Linked DNA regions of Mus musculus: regions 2, 3 and 4 are each linked to region 1. A link is a contact called in public HiChIP or PLAC-seq data. All regions are on one chromosome and are shown on one strand. Each heading gives the region's core, a stretch centred on a gene start, on an enhancer-like site or on the middle of the called end of the contact. The rest is flanking DNA. Distances are from core to core; before and after follow the strand shown. Region 1 holds the start of Cep164 (centrosomal protein 164). Region 2 holds the start of Apoa1 (apolipoprotein A-I). Region 3 holds the start of 4833428L15Rik (RIKEN cDNA 4833428L15 gene). Region 4 overlaps Fxyd6 (FXYD domain-containing ion transport regulator 6).

Region 1 (2,976 bases), core at 193-2,692:
TCTGTGTATGTGTGTGTGAGTGTGTGTGTGTATCTGTGTATATGTGAGTATTCGAGTGTGGGAGGGGGGAAGGGATGAGGGGGAGGGGAGGGGGGAGCACAAGCACAGCAAATGTGCTTGATGGGGTAAGGATTAATTATAACAACAAAAACTTGGACTAACCACACACTTCCCGGAACACTTGTATGCGGCAGAACTGTACCAAGGGCTTTATTCGCCACCATCCCACCCCAGCCTCTCAGCTAGAGGTTTACTATCCCCACTTATCAAATACAGAGACTGCTTGAATGAAGGACAAGGAGCAGCGAGTCCGGGCTTGCGAGGGCTTTAGCTGTATACAGGACTTCATAAGGGGCTGCCATGGGAATTTCATAAAGAAAGTTGGAGGTGGTGAGAGTTACCGTTCGGAAAGGTGACTGACAGCTGCACAAGAACCAATCAAAAAGGGGACAAAATCAGAGGCAGTTATTCTGAAAGCGCAGCCAAGAAATTATGAACCAAGCCAGTGGCTACCTGAATGAAAAGCGGCTAATCCTGAGGGCAGGAGAATAGCAGGGTCTCGCAGCTAGGTGAAGGAAGAGAAGAGAGAAAGCAGAGAGGATTTCAGCCAGTCCACTGTGATTTTAGGCCAAGAAGCCGACTGCCAAGAAATCTGAAGCATGCCAGATGACTACTGCAGACAGCGGAATGAATTCTCAGCGTAGAGTGGGCTAAGTGACTGAGGAAGTTCTCCATTGAGACAAGAAACATGGGAGACATTGATAGAAGGTCCGGGGGGGGGGGCGGCGGGGGGGGGGTGCGGGTTGGAGATGATCCGCAAGCACATCTAAGCTCGAGTAAGGTATCTGGCTAGGCAGCAAGTACTTCCCAGAGCAACCGGTAACTGGAGGCTCTAGTCGCAATCCAGAGATGGAGTGCAGAGAAAAGCATGCAGGGGCCTGCAGAGGGCTGAGCTGGCAGACGCGCGAGGGCGAGTCACCGAGGCCAAGAAGAGGGCAGCGGTTCCGGGCGTAGATTCCTGAATCAGTGCAAAGAAAACCCCAAACCTCCTCTCTTGCCCAGCTGGCCGAAAGATGCCATGCGCTTGGCTGAACTTGGGATAGCCCAGGAATGGGCTGGGCAATGGCGGTAGGGTGTAGATTCAGGAGAGGCTAGAAAGCCAGGCCCCGCACGCCGGAGGGCTCTTCTCTCCCAGCTTAGTTCCCGCGCAGCAACACCTCACAACGCTTCAGCTCCCTGCAAACTCCTGCCACGCCACCAAGCCTGGCTCCGAGATCTCACCTGTCCCCGATCCGGGGTTTCCGGGAGGATGGCTCTGCGCCTCCTCCCCAGCACCACCCCGGCCCCCCACCTTCCAGGGACGCCGGGGTGTCCGGCTCCCCGCTTCCAGGGACGCCGGGGTGTTGCCCTGCAGCGACCAGCAACCACTTCCGGAAAGGCACTGGCCTAGCAACTGAGAGGCCCGCCTCTACCAAGAGCCAATAGGTCGCTGACTGAGAGCGTTGGCATTGGATTGGTTGAAGTTCCCCCACGAGGCTTTGCCCGTTGCATCCTGAAAGTTGTAGTTCAAAATAGTGAATAAGCACAATCCCACTCCCACCACAAAGAGGTTAAAAGAGAGACCTGAAGGTAGATAAGAGAATTTCTCCCGCGGACGAAAGGAAGCATTCATAATATTAATAATAATCTACTATTACTATTAATTAAGCAAAATTAACAATCATTTATAGACCATCATTTTGTAAAGGTCGAGTAAAATCACGCGAACAACAGTGATTATCAGTGGTCAACCTATTGATTGGGCCCTTAATAAAAGAACTATGAAGGGGTTGGAGAGATGACTCGGTTGTCAAGAGAGCTGCCTACTAACTTTTTCCTTTTAATGTATTATACGTGGACCGGGATCTGATAACACAAGCCCTTAATGCCACCACTTGGGGCACAAAGCAGACAGATCTCTGTGCGTTTGAGACTAGCCTGGTCTATATAGTGAGTTTCAAGCCAGCTGGGACTACACAGTGAGACCCTGTCTCAAAAAAAATTTTAAGTGTGTGGATGTTTTGTCTACATTATACCTGATAGTCATGGAGGCCAGAAGAGGGCACTGCATCCCCTGAAACTGGAGTTGTAAGCAGTTGTGCGCCACCTTGTGGGTGCTAGAAACCAAACCTAGGTCGTCTGCAAGAACAACAGTGCTCTCAACGGCTGAACCATCATCTCTCCCACTCTACTATTGTAAATTTAAAACCGAGTCCTGCGCCGCTAGAGTCTAAGCCGACAAGGAGAAATTGCGAGTGTTGTTACTAGGGATCTCAAACCAGACATCAGGATGTGTTTCTCATGTTTAACGTCAAATCTTTCTGCAATTCCTTTATTCTCACCACAGATGGGGAAAAAAATCACTGCTCCTCATTATCATCACAATCTTTAAAAGTGTCCCCAAGGGGCCACTGGACCAGACATAGAAGAGATGCCATATCATGACTATATCAGACATAACTAAACACTGCCCATAGCTTCCTATACACAAGACTTGCCATCTGAGGCTGTAGAACCAGCTCAGCAGCTGCCAACACCTGCTGCTCTGCGGGAGGACCAGAGTCTGATTCCCAGCAAGCACGAGGCAGCTCACAACCAGCAGAAACTCTAGTTCCAGAGGATCCAACACCTCTTCTGGCTTCTACCCACACCAGGCAAACACATGTGAACACAGACATGTGGTACACAGACATACCTGCAGGCAAAACACTGGAACACATAAAAGAATAAAATATTTTTTGAAAAAAGCAGCTAGATAGTGGTGACTGAACCACACTGAATCCCAAAGCCTTTATTCCCAACATCCAGAAGGCAGAGACAGTCATATCTTTGTGGGTTCAAGTCCAGCCAGGTCTACAAAATAAGTTCCAAGACTGTCAGGCTGTAACACAGAATAACCCTGTCAGGAAAAAGTCAAAAATAAGGAGGAGGAGGAGG
Region 2 (3,170 bases), core at 464-2,963, 400 kb after region 1:
CCCTCTGGATATCCCAGGCTACCCTTGAGTTCAAGTCCCCTAATCACATTTGCCATGTTAGACACCACGCACAGGTTCCTGGACTTAGTAAGTGCACACACATCTTTTCCATTTTGCTTCCCATACAGTGACTGGGATCATAAGGAAGCTGTGGCATGCTCTGTCATTATCTTTCCTTAGCAGATAAGAGACCCAGGGACGGAGAGGTTATGTAACCTGTCCGGGTCACCTGGAGAATAAGTTGCAGATCCCAGAACCAAGGTTCTCTCTGGTTGCAAAGCCTCCTGGGATGGGAGCAGCCTGGAATCCCAGCCACTCCCTGAACTGGTAGACAGATTCCAAGCTGGTTTCTAGGGAGTTGGGGAGTTTCCTAGGGAGATGGGCAGAGTACATTCCTGCCCTGGGTCCCAAATGCAGAGACCTGGGCGCAAGGTCCATCCTTGCCTCTAAGGCTGAGAGATAAAGGACACAGCAAATTCCTTCCACTCTCAACAGGCCCTTATCTAGAAGGAAGTTCATGGTAGAACCTCAAATAGATGGTCTCAAAAGTTCCTCTTAGCTTGAAAACTCACTTTCCATAATGGGATTTTAGAGATGATCTGTGGTTTTTGTTTGTTTGTTTGTTTTGTTTTGTTTTGTTTTGTTTTTAGATATTCTCATATAGCCCAGGCTGACTTCAAACTTGCTATATGGGCAAGGCTGTGGTTTTGAACTCTCAACCCTCTGACCTTCCAAGTGCAAAAACTGGCCACCGTACTCAGCCCACTCTACACAGCTACCCAGCTCTCCCATCCTGGCAAGTGAGCCTAGGCCCTCACCACTCTGGGAAGACATATCGTCACTGAACTACATGACCCCTTTTAGTGGTCATGGTATATGGTGAGGTTTTCTCTGGAAGGGAGGCTGAATAACAGCATCTACACATAACAAAAACATTGGCAACTGGGGCTGGAGAGATGGCTCAGCGGTTTAAGACCACTAGCTGCTCTTCCAGAGGTCCTGAGTTCAATTCCCAGAAACCATATGGTGGCTCACAACCATCTGTAAAGGAATCTGATTCCATCTTCTGGTGTGTCTGAAGACAGAGCGCTCATGTACCTAAGATAAGGAAGAAAGGAAGGGAGGGAAGGAGGGAGGGAGACAAGGAAGGAGCTAACAACTCCATGTTGGCCTCTGTCATTTCTTCTGAAGCATCAGAGGGGTCTTCATCCTCAGCTTGGGGATATGAGCCTGTCTGCATCTCACTCAGGCTGACACCTCAGTTGTTTTTGGATTTAGGGTTGGGAGGCTGGCTAAACATGTGGCATCTGGAAAGACAAATCCCCAAACCTGGGGGACCAGGGTGAGGTGAAAGGGGGAACCCCTTGGAAAGCAAAAAAAAAACTTTGGGGTGGGGCTGTGAGTGAAGGAGCCCACAATTCCTCCCTCCCTCCCTTGTTCCAGGCTCAGAGGGCACTAGCAACACAGAGGAGTCCAGGAGTGGGCTCCATGAGACTATCTTGAAGAAGACATACACCTCGGGATGGTGCAACTGCCTTACCCCTGGGGACCCCTGGAGTCTGCAGCCACCCCCTGCTGCCCCCACCTGAACCCTTGATCCCAGCTCGGCAGCCCCCGCAGTTTCCTGTTTGCCCACTCTGTTTGCCCAGCCTCAGGAACAGAGCTGATCCTTGAACTCTAAGTTCCACATCGCCAGCAAAAGTAAGCAGTGGCAGGGCCAGGCTGAGCTTATCAGTCTCCCAGCCCAGCCCCTGCCCACACACATATATAGACCAGGGAAGAAGAGCTGGACACCCAGACTGTCGGAGAGCTCCGGGGAGGTAAGTGCTGCTACCTGCCTTCGGTGGCTCTGGCTCCATAGCGCCTCCCAGTTGATGCTCCACTGTCCAAATCAATACCGTGGATATCTCGCACCTTTAGCCATTCTAGCCAATGCTTCCATGGGCTTGAATTGTGTGTGGAGCCTTTCCATGACAATGCCTCCCTTCAGCCCAGCCCTCCTCCTCCTTCTTCTTCTTCAGGTCACCCACACCCTTCAGGATGAAAGCTGTGGTGCTGGCCGTGGCTCTGGTCTTCCTGACAGGTAGGTGCCTCTTGACCTGCGTGGGACTACCTTCCTGGGCACAGAGAACAGAATTCCCACTGTTCTCTTCCCTGACTCCGAGTCTAACCTAACATGGGTCTCCCCTCCATCCCCAGGGAGCCAGGCTTGGCACGTATGGCAGCAAGATGAACCCCAGTCCCAATGGGACAAAGTGAAGGATTTCGCTAATGTGTATGTGGATGCGGTCAAAGACAGCGGCAGAGACTATGTGTCCCAGTTTGAATCCTCCTCCTTGGGCCAACAGCTGAAGTAAGGAAAGACCTAGCGTGGGGCCTGGAGCAGGTCAAGGGCTGCCCATCCAGGGTGGGCAGAGAGACCAGTGAGAAGATGCTGGAACTGAGCTGGCTAGCCCTTCACGGGCTTTCCTACCAGCTGGGCACCATGGCAGGTTCCAGTGGAGGACTAGGGATGGGATTCATCTGGCTGTTGGGTAACCACAGCCCCTCATTCAGCCTATGAGTGCCAAATCCCTTTTCCTTGGTAACCCCCAGTACTGGTCAGACAGCACCCAAAACAAAACAAAACAAAACAAAAAACAAAAAACGGGACTGGCCTTGTAACCAGCACCGACCACATCTGTGTTCTTGGTGCCTTCCGCCATGTGTACAGAGGAATGTAAAGGGAAGGCAGTGAGTTAGAGGGTTGCATGTTCGGGGAAACTAGGACCATAGCAACTGCACATTAGGGGACAGGTGGCACCCAGCTATCATGTGCATGGATCTGCAGACCAGGGGCAGCGCATGATGCCTGGGCTCGTCTCTCAGCCGCTCTCTTCCCCCTCTAGCCTGAATCTCCTGGAAAACTGGGACACTCTGGGTTCAACCGTTAGTCAGCTGCAGGAACGGCTGGGCCCATTGACTCGGGACTTCTGGGATAACCTGGAGAAAGAAACAGATTGGGTGAGACAGGAGATGAACAAGGACCTAGAGGAAGTGAAACAGAAGGTGCAGCCCTACCTGGACGAATTCCAGAAGAAATGGAAAGAGGATGTGGAGCTCTACCGCCAGAAGGTGGCGCCTCTGGGCGCCGAGCTGCAGGAGAGCGCGCGCCAGAAGCTGCAGGAGCT
Region 3 (2,996 bases), core at 77-2,576, 400 kb before region 1:
GATTTTTAGCCCAGATGTTACTCAGAGCACCTATGCTCTCCCATTCGTGGAGGGAAACTGAGTCCAAAAGAAACAGCCAGCAATGGCTTTGAATGACCGGCCGGGCGAAAAACCCGTGTTCTTTTCCCCTTACATGGCAGACTCTTAGCACATGTATGACATATGCCTCTGTGCGACCATAGGCTCAAAAGCCTGCGAGTTACAGGGACCCCTCTCCTCTCTCGACCAGAGGAGCAGGATCGAGACTGTCTGGTCAGGGTCCCCACCTCTGTCCCCTAAGCTTGTGGGACTAAGTGACCCCAGGCTGGGGCTGGAGTAGCACTCACCACCCCGGGGTGTCGCGGGGGGCTGGGGCGGGGAAAGCGGCCGCCTAGCCCAGCCCCGTGGATGACAGGAGCCGGGGAGCCGAGGAGGGAGGAGCCGCCGCCGCGCGCTGGGCTGAGGAGCAGAGAGAGCGGGGCGCCGAGTGCGGGCGGCTGGGAGCGCGCTGAGCGGGGGAGAGGCGCTGCCGCACGGCCGGCCACAGGACCACCTCCCCGGAGAATAGGGCCTCTTTATGGCATGTGGCTGGTAACTTTCCTCCTGCTCCTGGACTCTTTACACAAAGGTGAGACCCGCGCTGCCGGCGGCTGGGCGGTGGAGGCGGCGGGGCTGGGATGCGCGCGGCTGGAGGCAAGGTGCGGTGCCCAGTGGGCTCCAGGTGCCCGAGTGCTGGACCCACTCGGGTGCATGGCGCTGGGTGGGCGCGAGAGCTGGGGCGGTTCCGAGAGAAGGGTCTGGTGAGAGTCAGCCTGGGACCGCTTGCCAGCCCCCCTGCGCCTGCCGTTTAGGGGCGCGCCCGTGGGGGGCGGTGGCAAAGGAACCCCTGGTTTTCCCATCGCAGCCCAGCTTTAGTTCTGCCCTGGCCCCCTCCCCCAGCCCCCAGCCCGCTCCCGCGGCTTGCTGGAGCTGGGACCCCGGGGTGCCCTGCGAGCCAGGTGGTCCTCGGACTGAGACTTCATCCGGGAGCCCTCGGTATTTGGGTCCTTGGACCTAGGGAAGATCACTCCTGCCGTAGCTTCGTGCGCCCCTCGACCGCCCTCGACCCCCGCCCTGGCGCAAATGCCGGCGCACCGCATGGCGCTTATCCGCGCCTGGCTGGGTGCAGGGCTGGGGAGCTAGGGGTCCCCAGGGGTGGGGGTTCCCTCGGACACCAAGTTTGTTCTTCAGACCCAAGAGTCGCCATCACCTATGTCTCACCCCTGTACCCCAGGCGCTGGCTCCGGCTTCTCTGCGTCTCCCTGACCACCTTAGGCAGCGCGCCCCAAGGTGCAAGACTCTCCGCTCCGGCGCTTGGCCTGCTGGACCTGGGGACAAGTGTTCAGACTGGGGGGCGTGTCCCTTTCCCGGGAGAGAAAAGGTTGCTAGGGGTGGGTCCAGGTGTCCGGCATGTCCAGACCTGCTCCCGGGGTTCCGTGCACCTGATCTGAGAGGCAGCCGGGACTGAGGGGTTGGCAAAAAGCAGGCATTTTCGATGGTTAGCAATCTGGGCACCAAATCGACACTTGGGCAGCGCGGGCAGTTGAGCTTCTAGGCTGTGGTAGAGGACGTGCCCCCGGGCGCGCAGATGGCAGGAGGGAGAGGAGGCGGCCGAACTCCGCGCCCTTGCGCTGTAGAGCACAGACGCTTCTCGGCTTTACCTGCTCAAGCCTCTAACTTTTCTCCTTCGCGCCCAGAGGGCAGCTTCTCCTTTCGCCCCCTTTGCATGGGTTGGCCTGGTCCAATAATAATTCTTGCCCCTCTAGGCAATGGAGAAGGACAGCCAAGAGCCCGGGGGAGGGGTCTAGTCCTCTGCTAATGCCTGGAGATGTACGGAGTTTGTAACCTGCCAGAGCCCAAAGCAATGCTCGGTAGATTAAAGGAGGAACCTAGCCCTTATTAGTGCTATGGCCGGGTCAGAGCCAGTCTGATGGCCTACTCAGAGCCAGTCTGATGGCCTAGTCCACTGGGATTCTGTCCAGAAGATACGGGTGCTGGGTAGCGGGTGGCCTCAAATGGTGAGCAAAGTAATGGACTTTCTCAGGCCAAGGGGGCCACCGGGTAACACACCAAGGCTAGACTTGCTTGCTTAACTCCTTGCCCCCCTGGACTCCTAATCTGACCTCTTCATCCCACCTGAGAGCAACAATCTTGCCTCCTGCTTCCAGTACACACCACACACACACACACACACACACACACACACACACACACACCACACACACCAATTTTCTTTCTTGGGGCTCTTCCTGCTTCCCTCCACCCTGGCAGGCTGGTTTGGCTCACAGCTTTAATTACGTTAATATTAAATATACATAAGGTGAGGAGCGGCTTTCTCTCTCCATAGCTCTCACTCCAACCCCCTTCCCTTTTCCATTTGTCAGGCAAGGAACACGGACCAGAGCTGTGGCCACACTCAGTTGCTTTGTCCCTAACCTTGCTCCCAGGAACAGCCCATTTCTCAGCCCTGCAGCCTCCTTCACAAATACCTGCAGGACTGCACCCACCCCCACCCAGGAGCGCTGCATTAATAAATGAAGCCCCAGTTATTTGATAGGGAAGGAGCAGATGGGGGTGGGGGTGGAGAAAGGCCCAGAAGGCCACAGGGCAACAGCTGGAGGGGCAGAGCCCTCTCCTACGCAGGCAGGAAGTTGCCACAACTAGGTCTTGTGGGTAGACAGGAGTTACCAGGTATGGCGGCCCTGGGTGGCCTTTGGGTCTGCAGATCCTTGGCTCCCTTGCCATTCAGAGCACCAGCATCTGTGCTGGGCGCCAGGCAGCCTTGCCAGACAGGCCTATCTTTTCCTTGGTGCCTTAATTGGGTCTTAGGTGCCAGGCTGATCCCCAGGGGCCTGTTCTGCTTGGGGTGGCATGGTAGGTGGGTGGTGGAGGCGGCTGGGGAGGGGGGAAGACGTAATGTGGGGAAAGCAAGAAAGATGGGGCGTGGTTTATTTCTCTCTCGTTGCCAGTCACCCCCG
Region 4 (2,867 bases), core at 99-2,598, 440 kb before region 1:
CATCTGACCTGGGCCCTACCGCTCCCCCTATGAAGGGCGATAATTATCAGCAAGTTTCTGGTTCCAGGCCTGCAGTGTGGACCTAGCACAGTGCCTGTTAAGTGTCCTGACTCATCTGGGTTAATAGTATTGGCCACACAGAGCTCTCTGAGAGTCTGATGAGAGCCTGATAAGGTGGCATTGGTCCCGGAGATTTGAAGTGGCCTCAGGTCACACAAGCTCCCCATACAGCTCAGGCTAGGACGAGGCCCTGTCAGGGTGACGGCTTACCGAGGAAGGTCTTCTGTCCCTGGAGTAATGTCTTGCTTCTTTACCCCCAGACACCATGGAGACGGTGCTGGTCCTCTGCAGCTTGCTGGCCCCTGTGGTCCTGGCGAGTGGTAAGAATCCTTTAGGGCCTTGCTGTGCCAAACTGGCAGACATAGCCCTTTCCAGCAGAAGATTCTGGCCCATTCAGACATTAGGGTTGAGATCTTAGGCCACTTTACATCTGGTCACGGGCTCTTACTGTCAGCAGAGGAAAACAGATCCTAGTTCAGGGCCCCCCTGCACGCCCTTCTCCCACTGTTTCCCACAAGGGTTCAGCAATCCTTCTGTTAATCTCTCCAGGTACCTTGGGCTCCTGTGGAATTGTAGCCTAGACTGTAATTAATCCATCCTGACTTTATATGCAGGTCACGAGCCTCCCCCACCCCTTGGTCTCAGTTTCCCCCTTTGTCACTAGATGATAATAGACCTGGTCTTTTGGAGGAAATGAAAGACATAATGTGAGCCCGGGACCCCAAAGACTCTAATTCAGGCGAGGACCCCCAAGCCCAGCTAGCCCATCTTCCATGATCTCCAGTATCTCTGCCCAGTGAACCCCCTTCACAAGGACTCTTTGGTGGGGACTAGAGGTTATGGGGCAGGTGAGAAGTCACAGGAAGTATGGCTGTCTTCCTCTTGACCATGTCACATCTTTCCCAGCAGCTGAGAAGGAGAAAGAAAAGGATCCTTTCTATTACGGTGAGTGAGCTCAGCAGCCCTGGGGGGTGGTCCCATCCAGGAGGGGCCGGCGTGACCTCCTGGCCCCGCCTCTCTCCCACCTCTCACTTCTCCTCCCTTTGCAGACTACCAGACCCTGAGGATTGGGGGGTTGGTGTTTGCTGTGGTCCTCTTCTCCGTTGGGATACTTCTCATCCTCAGTAAGTGTGTCCTTTCTCTCTACGGCTGCTAGACAGATGGGGACAGTATACAAGCCTAGCCATTTTGTCTGTGGGACAGGAGAAGGCACAGTCTTGCCTCTCCACAGTATCTCCAGGATCAATACAGGGCTGGCCATGTAGTACGTGCTCAGGAAAACAAGGAAGGCATGGCCAGAGAATGTAAGTGAGAACAGACATAGCCAAGAACCACAGACTGCATCCATAGGGCAGGGGGCTGGCCATCCCAGGAGTCAGATGCTGTTCTCGCCGTGCTCCTAGAGATGTGTCCCTGTGCATTTCCCCTACACGAGCTGTGGCGTTGTGTTTTTTTTTTTTGTTTGTTTTTTTTTTGTTTGTGGTATGAAAGGGCAAAGTTCATCATAGTGGGAAGGCAGTGAACTAGCTTGGTCTGTGATAGCAGACACATGTGGCTTGTTTACATTGAGACAGACCAGGAAGCAGAAAGCTCAGGATATAACCAAAAGTGGCTACCACCTCCAAGACCTGCCCCAACAAATCACTTTGGTTAGCTCGGCCCCACCTCCCAAAGATTCCCCCTCCCACAAACAGCACCCAGTGAGGATCAAATATCCAGACCCAACTGTGGGGGGGGGCAGGGGGCGGCGGTAGGTCTTTTGTGTTCAGGCCTGGAGCCTGGCCTTGAGCTGAGGCTGGAGTCGTGACCTTGGATGGTTTCTTTGTGTTTCAGGTCGCAGGTGCAAGTGCAGTTTCAATCAGAAGCCCAGGTAAGGGTGCTGAGGCTATCGGACAGGGAGAGGTCTGTGGAGTGAACCCCGTGGGTGTTCTTTTGTCTCAGAAAGAGAATGTGGGGAGCTGGGGTATGAATCTGGGGGGTTTCCAAGTGGCTTTAAAACAAAGCAGAGGTCATAATATGGAGGGGCAGCCTCAGATGTAAATTCCTGGGTAGGAGTGTTCTGGAACCTTGTTTAGAGGCCCTGGAGACAGGGAGGCTGGCTAGGAGAGAGGTAGCAGCCGATGGCCGCTCTGTGGTGCAGGGCAGAGACATTGGGCCTGCTTCTTATCTTTTCCTGAGGCTCTGGGCATTGTGTAGACACTTGGCCTCCTTTCTACACCGTATAAGTTATACCCCATTCATTAAAACAGCCATGGTGGCCATGGACCTCAGAAGCCAAAGTTGGGTGGCAGGCACACCCAAACCCCACCTCGGGGCAGACACTGAAGGGCCCATAAGTTCTCCAGTCACCCTACACATCCCATGGTAGAGTGTTTGAATGCTTCAGTGGGGTTGGAAGGAATAGGTTCCTGGGCTATCCACAGAGAATGGGGGATACTCTGTGGTTTGCCCTGGACATTGGTGACAGTGTGTCTCTGCTTGTCACAGGGCTCCAGGTGACGAAGAGGCCCAGGTGGAGAACCTCATCACTACAAACGGTAACCGCTGTGAAAGGCTGTGGGGCGGGGGGGGGGGGTGTCTTCCTATAGTCTTGGGGGTGGGGAGGGACTCTAGGCGCCATGAGCTGCTTTGGGCTTCAGCAGACATGCCTCTGAGGTGCCAGGAAAGGGTTCCCAGTACCCCCAGTACCTACGTGATGTTAGCGCTTCATCTGAACCACAGATGCATCATTGTATGCAAAGCACCTGCTTGCCGCCAGGCAGGCTCCATCTTTCCACGTGTGCTAAGCCCCACGAGGGCCATCATCA

What was found. HiChIP or PLAC-seq counts read pairs in DNA pulled down with a chosen protein or histone mark.
Region 2: an HNF4G HiChIP or PLAC-seq map of pancreatic cancer cells shows a contact between it and region 1. The contact joins the promoter of Apoa1 here to the promoter of Cep164 in region 1. A contact is called at or near these places in 1 of 39 promoter capture datasets (maxillary cranial neural crest), 2 of 115 datasets of contacts at active chromatin or transcription factors (bone marrow-derived macrophages and pancreatic cancer cells) and 3 of 9 other capture datasets (adipose tissue, liver and macrophages).
Region 3: a contact with region 1 is called in an H3K4me3 HiChIP or PLAC-seq map of forebrain, with 9 times the contacts expected there. The contact joins the promoter of 4833428L15Rik here to the promoter of Cep164 in region 1. A contact is called at or near these places in 7 of 39 promoter capture datasets (cranial neural crest, embryonic stem cells, frontonasal cranial neural crest and 2 more), 7 of 484 Hi-C or Micro-C datasets (the P5424 cell line, cerebral cortex, differentiating embryonic stem cells and 1 more), 17 of 115 datasets of contacts at active chromatin or transcription factors (SST interneurons, bone marrow-derived macrophages, craniofacial prominence and 11 more) and 1 of 9 other capture datasets (embryonic stem cells).
Region 4: a contact with region 1 is called in an H3K4me3 HiChIP or PLAC-seq map of embryonic stem cells, with 5 times the contacts expected there. The contact joins the enhancer-like site here to the promoter of Cep164 in region 1. A contact is called at or near these places in 5 of 39 promoter capture datasets (cranial neural crest, embryonic stem cells, frontonasal cranial neural crest and 2 more), 2 of 484 Hi-C or Micro-C datasets (the G1E-ER4 cell line and cortical neurons) and 13 of 115 datasets of contacts at active chromatin or transcription factors (craniofacial prominence, embryonic basal ganglia, embryonic forebrain and 7 more).

What each region holds. Positions count from the first base shown.
Region 1 is chr9:45,827,221-45,830,196 of GRCm38.p6, forward strand. Cep164 (centrosomal protein 164) reads right to left here and starts at 1,443. Exons shown (of 30, transcript NM_001081373.3): 1 at 1,282-1,443.
Region 2 is chr9:46,226,917-46,230,086 of GRCm38.p6, forward strand. It overlaps Apoa1 (apolipoprotein A-I), which reads left to right and starts at 1,714. Exons shown (of 4, transcript NM_009692.4): 1 at 1,714-1,820; 2 at 2,022-2,083; 3 at 2,200-2,353; 4 at 2,889-3,170. The coding sequence starts at 2,041.
Region 3 is chr9:45,429,906-45,432,901 of GRCm38.p6, forward strand. It overlaps 4833428L15Rik (RIKEN cDNA 4833428L15 gene), which reads right to left and starts at 1,327. Exons shown (of 5, transcript NR_040732.1): 1 at 1,240-1,327. Dscaml1 (DS cell adhesion molecule like 1) reads left to right here and starts at 448. Exons shown (of 33, transcript NM_001081270.2): 1 at 448-607. The coding sequence starts at 562.
Region 4 is chr9:45,389,668-45,392,534 of GRCm38.p6, forward strand. It overlaps Fxyd6 (FXYD domain-containing ion transport regulator 6), which reads left to right. Exons shown (of 8, transcript NM_022004.6): 2 at 321-380; 3 at 967-1,005; 4 at 1,110-1,184; 5 at 1,894-1,930; 6 at 2,548-2,597. The coding sequence starts at 326. Among named protein-coding and RNA genes, the nearest start is that of Fxyd2, 15 kb to the right of the region's middle. Within about 2 kb of position 1,349, at least 6 of the 459 cell types and tissues checked have an H3K27ac peak or open chromatin away from gene starts, as enhancers often do. A contact at or near this core is called in embryonic stem cells, where this site is marked.